Linked DNA regions of Mus musculus: region 2 is linked to region 1. The links are chromatin contacts, called in public Hi-C maps. All regions are on one chromosome and are shown on one strand. Each heading gives the region's core, a stretch centred on a gene start, on an enhancer-like site or on the middle of the called end of the contact. The rest is flanking DNA. Distances are from core to core; before and after follow the strand shown. Region 1 overlaps Frmd4b (FERM domain containing 4B). Region 2 overlaps Gm46970 (a long non-coding RNA gene).

Evidence for each region. A called contact is a pair of places that touch in the nucleus more often than the background predicts.
Region 2: a contact with region 1 is called in a Hi-C map of cerebral cortex, with 2.1 times the contacts expected there. The contact joins two enhancer-like sites. A contact is called at or near these places in 2 of 39 promoter capture datasets (the 3T3-L1 cell line and the C10 cell line), 2 of 15 datasets of contacts at CTCF or cohesin (liver and pro-B cells), 63 of 484 Hi-C or Micro-C datasets (the 3T3-L1 cell line, B cells, CD4 single positive thymocytes and 43 more), 15 of 115 datasets of contacts at active chromatin or transcription factors (CD8 T cells, the HPC-7 cell line, bone marrow-derived dendritic cells and 10 more) and 3 of 9 other capture datasets (adipose tissue, liver and pancreatic islet).

What each region holds. Positions count from the first base shown.
Region 1 is chr6:97,431,646-97,437,576 of GRCm38.p6, reverse strand. All of the region lies in intron 1 of Frmd4b (FERM domain containing 4B), which reads left to right. Among named protein-coding and RNA genes, the nearest start is that of Frmd4b, 53 kb to the left of the region's middle. Within about 2 kb of position 2,631, at least 15 of the 459 cell types and tissues checked have an H3K27ac peak or open chromatin away from gene starts, as enhancers often do. A contact at or near this core is called in cerebral cortex, where this site is marked.
Region 2 is chr6:97,504,339-97,510,101 of GRCm38.p6, reverse strand. Gm46970 (a long non-coding RNA gene) reads right to left here. Exons shown (of 5, transcript XR_003956336.1): 1 at 1-5,763. It also overlaps a transcript of Frmd4b not described here. Among named protein-coding and RNA genes, the nearest start is that of Gm46970, 11 kb to the right of the region's middle. Within about 2 kb of position 3,846, at least 81 of the 459 cell types and tissues checked have an H3K27ac peak or open chromatin away from gene starts, as enhancers often do. A contact at or near this core is called in cerebral cortex, where this site is marked.

The DNA.
Region 1 (5,931 bases), core at 1,382-3,881:
TTGAGAGTTGGGTAGAAGGGGAGAACAAGCTATTTAAGCAATCTAAGCATTTAAGGTTAGCAGTATAGTTACTGAATCACGTCTACTGACCAGAGAACTCCCTGCAATGGGGTAAAGGCCGGTGGTGTCCTCCACTTTGTATGGTTACCCTTTGTTCCTTTGAGATTGGCTTGGTTTGAATACAAGGGGGACAAAGCTAAACAGGAAAGGCTGGAAGTCTAGGGGTGGAGTTTGGGCTTAGCATGAGCAGCACCCTGCCTTTTTAATTCCCAATGTCAACAAGTACAGCAAAGAAGTACAAGAAACCAGGCACAGTGGCACACACCTGAAATCCCAGCACTCAGGAGTCCCAACACTCAGAAAAATAAAGTCTGAGCTGCATAATGAACTGACACCAGGCCAGCCTAAGCAGAATAGGGCCCTGGCTCAAACAACAGCAATAAGTGTGTGTGTGTGTGTGTGTGTGTGTGTGTGTGTGTGTGTGTGGTGTGATTGTGTGTGTGTGTAGGGGTGTGTGTATGCTGGTCAGAGGACAACTTTTGAGAGCGGCTGAAGCTGCTTCTTCCTTGTTCTTTCGGCCAACCAGCTTCTGAGCCAGGTACGTAGGGTAGGCAGCCTAAGGGCTCTCCTCCACTCTTTCACTGTTAGGATGAGGGAATTACAGATGCCTGGGTCTCTTTATGCACTGAGCTATCTCTCAAGCTTCCTGGCTGCAAATCCCATCTGCAGCTCCTCAGCACCAGGCTGGTATCTCCTGGATGCCCTCACTCTAGGATCAATGACTTTATTCTTTTATTTTCAGCCAGCCTTATAATATCAGGCTACCATCTTGAAGGGATTACCTCTTGTGAAAATGCCACCCCCAGGGACTGTCTTCCCCCAAGGTATGGGTGCTAAAACCACAATATAACAACAACAAACCAGCTGTGCACAGAATCCAAGATCTAGAAATTAAACCATCAGCCTCCCTTGTGGGCTTTCCTTTTCAAACCTCCCCCAGGCAGAAAGGAGCTTGCAATTGCGTGCTAATGCCCAGAAAAGAGGTTAGCTTTTCAGTCCCGGCTGGTGGCCACTTGTCCACAACAAAGAACAAGGAAACATTCTCTCAATCCATAGCCTCCTTTCTCAGGCCTCCTGGGCAGAGGGAAATTGAGCTCTAGCTGCGCTCTGAGCTGGGTTCTCTGGCCAGCTGGATTGCAAGTGCCCCACCCCTGCCTTTTTTTTTTCTTTTTTCTTTTTTTGCTTTTATCTGTCTGTCTGTCTGTCTGTCTGTCTGTCTGTCTGTTTAGGTAGGTAGGTAGGTAGGTAGGTAAGTCAGTAGGTAGGTAGTTATGTCAGTTTCCCGGACACATCTGTGGAAGTCAGAGGACAACTTAGATCTTCTCTCTTTCCATCTTGCGGGTTTCCGGAACCAAACTCAGGCATCAGACCTGGTTACCATCCCTTTGACCTGCTGAGCCTTAAGCCCTTTGCCTGAACTGAAAACTTCTTACTGGTTTGACTGCTCAGACTTTCTCTCCTAGTCTCTAAAGCAGTTCTTCTCCAAAGGAATAATTCTGTCCAGGAGCGGACATTTAGCAACGTTTGGAGATGGATCTAGTGTCACAGTAGTGGGAAGTATCCACTTACTACTGGTCAGTGGTCCTACATCACAGAGGACACCAAAGATTTTGCTGCTGCAATGACCATGGTGCTGAGGCTCAGAACCCTAGGACAAGCTCCATTCGCAGTTGCCCTTGTGGAACCATCTGACTGACTGACTGACTGACTGACTGACTGACTGACTGACTGTACTGATAGTGCCACTCTCCTCAGAATGTTGCTGCTTGAGCAGGTGTGAGCACATGATTGACAGCATGAATGCTTGAATGGCATTGTGCACTGCACTCAATCCCAAGCCAAGCTGATGTGGACTCAGGCCCAGGAGGCCGCACAACTGATCATCCTGCAACCTTCGGGTAGAAGCAGGATAGAGCCAGGAAGCTGCTCACTCAGAATGGATGAATTCCTTCTGGATTGAGATGTAAAACCCAGGAGTAAATTCAGGCAGTGACTTCAGGAGATACCCAGCCTAGCCATTCCTTCTTGTTACATTTCCTTACGGCAGCGATTCACTGGTTCAGTTTCCTCTCTTCCTTTCTTGTTTGCTCTGACAAGCGGTCTCATTTAGCCAAGGCTGTCCTTGAACTTCTGCCTCAGACTCCTGAGTTGTTGGGATTACACACATACACCGCCACACTCATCATTCAAATTCATCTTTAGCAAACTGAATTCTCACACATTTTTTTCATTCCTCCCTCATCTATCCATTTTTCTCCTTTTAAAACTTTGTTGCAATCTGCTTTTCTTCCTTCACCTCTGTCTCTTTCACCATATCCACTCCCAAGGGTTCTGCCAGGGTCCTGTGAATCCCACCCCACATTGTAGCAGTGTGAGCAGCCCCTCCAGGACTCTGCTTTGCCTCTGCCTAATCAGAGTAGCTGCGCTTGCTACTTAGGGGGCTGGTTAGCAGCAGGCAACAAGAGTGCACCAGTTGTGTGCTGCTAAGTCGGGGCTTCATAGACAGTGCAGTTGCATGCTGGGAAGACAGGCTCTGTCTTGAGAGAACTAAAGGAGAAATCACAGCTGACTTTTCTGGAGACATCTGTGTCAGTGCAGGCCATTCACGGGATGAGAGTGTCAATAGCTCACGCTCAGTCACCACCCAGAGATGATATAAAAGGGCCCTGTTCTGCTGGAATTGACATCATCTGGGTGAAATATAAAACTCCATCCATTCAATAGGTCTCAAAGTAATACTGGCCTAGATCCCCATCCCCAGCCCCTTCTCGCTCCAGAGTCTCTCATCTGATGTGGAGTTTAATGGCTCACCTTGCTCTCTGGTTGGAAATTTTGTTTCCTGGTGTGTCAGGTTTTCTGGGCCATGGCTTGGGAGTTGCTTGGAACAGCCTCTCTTTAGATCACGCTCTATCAGTATAAATCAGCAGTTCTCAACCTGGGGGTGGTCGAACGAGGGTCATCTCTTTTCACAAGGGTCACCTAAGACCACCAGAGAACACAGATATTTATATTACAATTCATAACAGTAGTGAAATTACAGTTGCGAAATACCAATGAAAATAATTTTATGGTTGAGAGGCTCACCACAACATGAGGCACTCACCGTATTAAGGGGTCACAGCATTAGGGAGGTTGAGAACGACTGGTATAAGTAAATGTTTATGGATGTGTGTTAGCATCTAGGTTCAACTCATTCACTAGGAAGACCTGAGCAGGTGCCATGACACTCAGTGGAGGCCAAAGGACAACCCTGGTTATCTGTCCTCGCCTTCTACTTGGTTCTGAAGCAGGATCTCATTTCGCTCGCTACTTCATATGCCAGGCTAGCTGGCCAGCAAGTTCCCAGGGACTCTTCAGTTTCCATCAATCATCTCTCCATAGATACCCTGGGATCACAGATGTATGTTCTATTGCATCCAGCTCTACATGGGATCTGGGGGTCCTTATTCAAGTCTTCAGACTTGCATGAGTTTCTTAGAAGCATGTTACTCCCAGCCCTCAGTCAGAAGATTTTCGGAGACCCTCTTTTTAGATCGAAGCCCTAGGGGAGCAATAAGGGACAGCAGAGTCAAGGTCTCCCATGCTGTGAAACTTAAGATCTAGTGGTAGAAGGCAGGCTGACAGATATAGCTAAATGAGAACTGTAGGTCTTAGGCACACAGAACAGCACAATGGAGTGGAGGAGGCTCCACATTAGATGAAGCAGGGAAGGCATCCTAAGAAGGCAACAGACCCCTGATCTCAGATCTGAAAGTCATGAAGGGACCTGAGAATGAACTGAATGGGGGGCAGGGCGTTCCATCCAGAGAGAACAGCATATGTGATGCCCCAAGATAGAACCAAGGTTTGATGTGAAGGAAGAAAAGGAGATTGGTGTGAATGCACTGACTTGGAGGTGAGATCTGAGACACAAAGAAAAGTAGAAGGGGTGGGCCCTGGGTTAGCATCTCTTCTTATCACTGTGGGCAAGATAACTGACAAATGCAACTGATAGAAGGAAGTGTTGATTCTGTCTCACAGCTCAATCTGCTGTAGCCAAAAGTCATGGCAGACAGAGCTTGATGCTGCTGGTTACATTGTATCCATAGTCAGAGATGGGGGTGGGGGGTAGGAGGAGGAAAGCTGGGGCTCAACTGTCTTTCTTTTGGGGGGGCTGCAAATTTTTTATTAGGCATTTTCTTCATTTACATGTCCAGTGCTATCCCAAAAGTTCCCCCCCCCACCCACTCCCACTTCTTGGCCCTGGCGTTCCCCTGTACTGAGGCAGATAAAGTTTGTGTGTCCAATGGGCCTCTCTTTCCACTGATGGCCAACTAGATCATCTTCTGATACATATGCAGCTAGAGACACGAGCTCCGGGGGGTACTGGTTAGTTCATATTGTTGTTCCACCTATAGGGTTGCAGATCCCTTTAGTTCCTTGGGTACTTTCTCTAGCTCCTCCATTGGGGGCCCTGTGATCTATCGAATAGCTGACTGTGAGTATCCACTTCTGTGTTTGCTAGGCCCCGGCATAGTCGCACAAGAGACAGCTATATCAGGGTCCTTTCAGCAAAATCTTGCTAGTGTATGCAATGGTGTCAGCGTTTGGAGGCTGATTATGAGATGGATCCCCGGATATGGCAGTCTCTAGATGGTCCATCCTTTCGTCTCAGCTCCAAACTTTGTCTCTGTAACTCCTTCCATGGGTGTTTTGTTCCCAATTCTAAGAAGGGGCAAAGTGTCCACACTTTGGTCTTCGTTCTTCTTCAGTTTCCTGTGTTTCGCAAATTGTATCTTATATCTTGGGTATTCTAAGTTTCTGGGCTAATATCCACTTATCAGTGAGTACATATCATGTGAGTTCTTTTGTGATTGAGTTACCTCACTCAGGATGATGCCCTCCAGGTCCAACCATTTGCCTAGGAATTTCGTGAATTCATTCTTCTTAATAGCTGAGTAGTACTCCATTGTGTAAATGTACCACATTTTCTGTATCCATTCCTCTGTTGAGGGGCATCTGGGTTCTTTCCAGCTTCTGGCTATTATAAATAAGGCTGCTATGAACATAGTGGAGCATGTGTCCTTCTTACCGGTTGGAACATCTTCTGGATATATGCCCAGGAGAGGTATTGCTGGATCCTCCGGTAGTACTATGTCCAATTTTCTGAGGAACCGCCAGACTGATTTCCAGAGTTGTTGTACAAGCTTGCAATCCCACCAACAATGGGGGAGTATTCCTCTTTCTCCACATTCTTGCCAGCATCTTCAGCTGGCTTTCTTATTCAGTCCAGGACCTCAACCCATGAGATGGTGCCAGCAACATTTAAGACGGGTCTCCCAACCTCAGTTAACTCATCTAGGCCCCCTCACAGGCATACTTAGAAGATTGTGAAATGAAACCTGTTGACAATATTAACCATCATAGATCTGTCTTTCTCAATGGGAGCGAAGTTAGTTTCTGGGTGTTTTGTTTGGGAAGAGATTGGACATCGGAAAGCAGAGAGGTCCAGTCCACATTTAGAAGGTATCACTCCCTCGCCATGTCCTCTCAGAGATAGAACCGTGGGAGCCCTGGACCTGGCCAGAGAGCTGACTCTACCCTCATCCAGATAGCAGTTTTGACCTTGCCTGGGTCATACCACCTCAAACCTCGAGAAACCACCTTTATGAAGCAAGGTCTCTTCTGCTGAGTCTCAGGAAAAGCCAGTAGGGAACCAGAAGAAGGAGGGGAAATAAGAAGCTTGCTACTTCCTTTTCAAGTGTTTCTGTATTCCAAACATCAGCTAAAACAAAACCAAAACAGCCGGGAGTTTGCTCTTTTGCCATAGTTGTTTCCTGTTACTTTTAATCTGACCCCACATAGATCCCTTCTGCACTGTATGGGATTGCC
Region 2 (5,763 bases), core at 2,597-5,096, 71 kb before region 1:
TTGGTGGTCTGCTCCTAGGGGCAGCATTTTCTCAGAGGCTACTGCCTCACAGGGTGAGTACACTGGACATGCTCTGGAACTCTCAGACTCCTCCTGTGCTACACGCATTCCCACTGACTTGCACACTGCTACACACACTCATACACGCTCACATTCTCCTAGACTGCCTCGCCTTGATGCCCTCGGCTGCTCACCCACACATGCGCTCTTTGACATCAGGATGACATGGAGGTTGCCTGGTTTTCAAAGCTGTAAGAACTCCACCTCAGTTCAACCCGGTAGACAGTAAGTTGTCATCGAAGCGCTGTCGTGATGGAGGGACGTGGTCACGAACAAACATTGTACTCAGAGAAGAAGGTGGAGAGCTACCAAAAAATGGGCCTTTACCCTTCTGCTACAGAACCTGAGGACAGCAAGCCAAGGTCTATTCTGTGTCCTGGGAAATAGCATTTGTTTTCAGGAAATGTGATCGTTTTGAGGAAAGGGTGGAGTTTGGGGGGAGGGGGCACTGTCTGGAGCTTCTGGGGATTTTGAAAGTGAAGGCAACTATGGTTTACACTGACTTCAGCAGTAAGAGATAGTTATTGGCTCACGAAACTGAGTTGCTTACTTCAGACAAAGTTTGATCAAGAGGCTGACAACGGTCCCCCGATTGCCTTTGCTTTGCATTTCCTGCAGGTGATCGCTGTGACCAGATCGTCCTCCTGTATAACAGCACGAACACGGTAGTAACTTGTTCCTAAACAGGGAAGAGAGAGTAAATCGACCGGTCTCCCAGAATTCTAAGTGATAGGCCTTACATTCTCTCTGATGGATTGCCTTATGTCCGGGGCCACTGATGTGCTAACTGGTTTGTGCTATTCAAGATTCCTTCCAGAGTGAGGAGTTGAGGAGAGGGGAGACTAAGAAGGGAACATCAGGAAGGATGATGGAAGCTTCTGGCAACTAAACCACCTGATGAGACCTTCGGCTATCTAGAAGGGGACCTCATTATTGTCCTCATGTCATCTTCTCAAAGGCTGGTGACACAGCATAAACTCCCTGCTCCCTCCTCATCGCAACTTTCCATGGTACACGCAGACACGTGGGGCTTGTGTCCTCGCCTCTCTGCTTGAGTTGGCTTCCATTTTGGTGGATTCTTGTTGGAAATTTCTCGATAGCCCAGCAGATTGCCTTCCCAACGTGAGAAAAGAAGTTCAGACCTCTGCCTCCAGGGTAAAGATCAAGCCAGAATTTGCGAGTAACCTGCTTCCATCTTCCTTTTGTGGCTTCTGCCCCAATAAGAAGCGATAAGCCAAAGCCCAGTCCCTGCAGAAGCAGCTAAAGTAGTGGACTGGTGATCCCCGGGCCCTTTACTGACAGCCTGTCATTTCCCCCGGGGCTGTCCCTCCGAGTCTGCACATGCTCTTCATGAACAGTCTTAGGGAGGAGGAATTTCCCTCTGTATTTCATAGATAGCAAGGCAGAGCCTTGATGGGGGTGAAGTAATTCCCTCAGGTGATGAGGCATATGAAGACCAAAGTGGGATTTTGGCCTAGGTTTGCTAGAGCTTGTGGGTGGCACCTAAGCTTCTCACCAGCGTCTCTCTTCAGTCACACACTCACAGCACTGCTCCAGGGGTAAGAAGTCAGCCTTCCCATCTTCTGCCTTTCCTTCTTGAAGTCCTCTTCACGCGTGGCTCGGTCTTACTGCCAGAACCCCACACAGCCCCTGGCCTCCCTCTCAGAACAGCTGCCCCTGTTTATCCACCTACTCAGGCCCGCCTGTGTAGTGCCATAAACCCTGCTTCTTTGAGAATTTCATTTCCCTGTTTTACATCATTTAAAAAAAAAATCAAAACACACATTTCATTCCATCACAGCCCTGCCCTTTCTTAACTGTTCAAGTCCCCAAGTGCTGTTGATTGTATTGAATGCAGTCCCAAGTGCTGTTGATTGTATGGAATTTGATCATGGAGGCTGTTTGCTTTTCAACAAGGGCCTTGGCTTGCTCAATAGGGGGAAGTTTCACTCACATGAACAAGACAGCGCCTTCTGGAGCCCTTGGCTCTTGAGCCACTCCAGGTGAGTACAGTGTCTCCTTTGCACCCGGCAGTGTCCAGCAGACCATTAGCCAAAAGGAACACTCTAAGTTCCAATCCTGAATGGTTCTGTTACTTCAAAAGGAATGTGCCAGCGATGCCTCCAAGCCCCTTTCCATACCAAAATGTCCTCCTCATTTCACCTTCTTCTTGCTTCCATGTTTTATCTCCTCTCTCTGTTTCTCACAATCATGTCCAGGGTCAGCCACAGCCTTTAAATGATAAATGAATGTTATTGGCATGTAGCCATGTTCATGTATGTAAGTATTTTCTCTACCTGCTTTTCCGACACAGTAGTAGACTGGTTACAACTGAGACCATTTTTTTTTTAAATTATGGAAGATCCAAAATATTCTGAGCCTTTGAAGAAAGGTAGACCCCTAATCTAGGTCAGTAACTCTGCAGTCATACAACTACAACCTCTACCTTCCCCATGCCCTACCATGGCCAGGAGTAAAATCCTGATGTTTGGAAAGGAAAGAACTTCATCTCAGTTATGTCCACTTGCAAGGAAAAGAGGTAGGTGACTGTCCAGCCTCCACTTGTACCCAGGGTAGATGCTGCTGGCCTGCCACATGCCCCAGCCCTTCTTCTGACTGGCTGCAGCACAGGAGTGGGAAAATATCCCCCCTCCCTCGTCCAGGAGATGCTATCAGATCCGAAAAGTCATGTAAGACGACTATTAAATGTAATGGGTGTCATCCTACCTGAGATGGCATTCCTTGTGAAGTCAAGGTGATGAAACTAATTTTCTCTCTGCTTCTTTAGTACAATACCATATAGACTATGAGTCATATAATTAGGGACTATGTTGTACAAAAATTCCTCCCTTTAAAAAGTAGGCTCATTACCATGAAGTGCCCATAACATGAGAAACACGTAGAAACTAAGCCCCACTGAGAATGTTCTAGAAACTCAGCTAATACTGGCTTTACTAAATGGCTACATTGGTAGAGCCCCTGACTGTGTTTATGTTCTTTCTCTCCTGCTAACTCTTACAGCCTTTTGTAAGCAGGCCCCTGTTGCTGATTTATAAGGGGCGTAGTTCTCAACCTCTAAGGGTCACATACCAGGTATCCTGAATATCAGATATTTGCATTACAATTCATAATGGTAGCAAAATTAAAGCTATGAAGTAGCAACCAAATAATTTTATGGTTCAGGGTCACCACAACAGGAGGAACTACATTAAAGGGCCACAGCACTAGGAAGGTTGAGAATCACCAATACAGGGTAAATGCCTATGTGTGCTTTGTGTAGGGTCTGGTCATCTATGTTACCTTCATCTGCCACAAACCATATTCACGTCATAGACAGTTCAGAGATACCCTCAAACAACATGTTCATGTACAAGTGCAGGTACTTGCTCTGGAACCTGCAGTTCTTGGCGATGGGTAGGAGCTAGTTTGCACAGGCACGCATCGGCTGTTGTGGGGACCTGCCCCAGACTGCATTTGCTGCCAATAAGCAGCTGAACAAGCTTCCTTTGAGCGGGAGGTGATAGGGAAGTCGTGAGTGAGGAGGCGGCTTTGCTTCACAGTTTCTGGTTTCTTTTTTTTTTTTTTTTTCTCCACAAGTAAGTGTTTTACCAAGGAGATAAGGCGAAGCCATTTACAGGACTGGGAGAGTCTCTCCCGCTTCCTAGCATTAGCAGTTTGATGGAGAACTGGGAGGAGCCAGCCCAGCCGGCAACTCTGGGGAGGTTGGAGCCCTGTGCAGTTTGGCATCCTGACAACCAAGTTGTAAACCGTGTGTGTGGGCTGCAATCCAGTGTGGGGCTTTCCAAGAACCACTGTTCATCGAACCTGGAGCTGCAGAAGCCGAGCCAGAGAGACTGTGCGTGTGCCGTTGGCCATTTAAAAGCCGTAAGCCAACCTTGGCAAACGCTTTGACTCTTGGCACCTTTGGCTCTTGGCTCCTTAAGCCTTTTTGTGTTAAATTTATGGAAAACAGGGTAAAAAAAAAAAAGCTCTCCCAGGGAACAGAGACCTTCTAAATACTGTTTTAAGCTTTGGGGTTCATGGGATCCCAATGAGATTAAGAAAGTGATATTATTGATATATCTCGGGACAATAAAGAGGAAAAGGGAAGGCGGAAGAAGAGGGAGGAGAGAGAGAGTCAATGCTGTTGCTTTGGATTAGAGTGAAGGACTTAATAATACCCAAGGTACCACACAACTAAGTTAGTGAAAATGCAAACATATTATTTGAAGTCACATCAATTTAAAAACTGTTCCTAGTAATATACTGCATATGAGCAAGTCCAGTTCATAAAGGGACAAGGTTAAAATAAAATTATATTTCAGTGGAATGCCAAGGCACTAGCAAGCCTTTTACCCAGGCCAGAGAGCAGATCACCATGAGGTGCTTCATTGTCAGTACAAAGGAAGGAAGAACAGAGAAACAGGAATGAGCAAGAAGCTGTGATGTATCCCAGAGCAAGGAGGCCAAGGTTTGGGGGTGCTTACTGCCTTCACTGGGGTATCCCTATGTTTCCAAAGAAATGGCCCTAAGAAAGATGCTGGCTGTTCCTGCCACTCAGCACCCCTGTGCCTTCTGAGAACAAGAAAGCTTGACTGGGCCAAGTATTCCCTCCAGACTACTACTGATCAAGTTGTACTTCAAGAGGCTGTCAATCATAGCACCCCACACTCCCGTACTCTCTAACAGTTCTTGCATCTACACACGTCCCCCTTCCTCACCTGGATCAGATGATTACGATTGTCAGTCAGCACATCTCCCATGATTTAATTACTAGCTGCCAGAAAGGAGCTTGCTCTGGTTCCCCTCTGAGTTTGAGCCAATGGGGGCATGAGTTTGTGACACTGTTCATCCTGCTTACCTTGTAGCAGAGTGAGTACAATCGGCAAAGACCGCATTCAAGGGGCTGAATGCGGATGCAAAACAAAAAACAAAAAACAAAATCAAAAAAAAAAAAAAACAAACAAAAAAAACCAAGCAAACCAAAACTACACACAGCAAGACCAAACAAAACAAAATTACACACACACACACACACACACACACACACACACACACACATATACACACACACACCAAAAACAAGTCAAAAACAGGAACAAGTCAAAAGAGAAGTAGGTTCTTGGCATCCACAGGCTTCCTTTGCCCTCCTGATCCCTTGCCTGGTCTTATCGGTCGATACATTTTTCTCTATTAAATTAGATAGTGCTGTGTTTCCTTCACTTGCAGCTAAGAGCTCTGTCAGAGATACTTCAGCTTCTGCACACGGGCACCCACGGTCCTCCTGTGGGTTGCTAAGCCAAGTTCGACTTCCTCTCAGCCCCACCTGCAAACTTGATGGAGTGCAGCTTCCCTGTAGACTTAGTGATAAGCAAGGGACCCAGCAGGCGAGAGGGTGATCCCAGCTTCAGTCCTTTTTGGTAGGCACCCCTGACTGTCACAAGGCTTTTCTTGTGCCTTCTTTCTGGCTCTGTGGAATTTTGGGTTTGAGCTATCTGACTCAATCTGTGGGCGTCCCATAAAAGATATCCTGCGTGTCAGATATTTACAGTATGATTTATGACTAGCAAAACTAGAGTTGTGAAGTAGCGACCAAAATAATTTTATGGTCTGGGGTCACCACATGAGGAATTGTATTAAAGCAGCATGAGGGAGGTTGAGAACCACTGGTCTAAAACATCACTCTCTTAATTTCTCACTAAG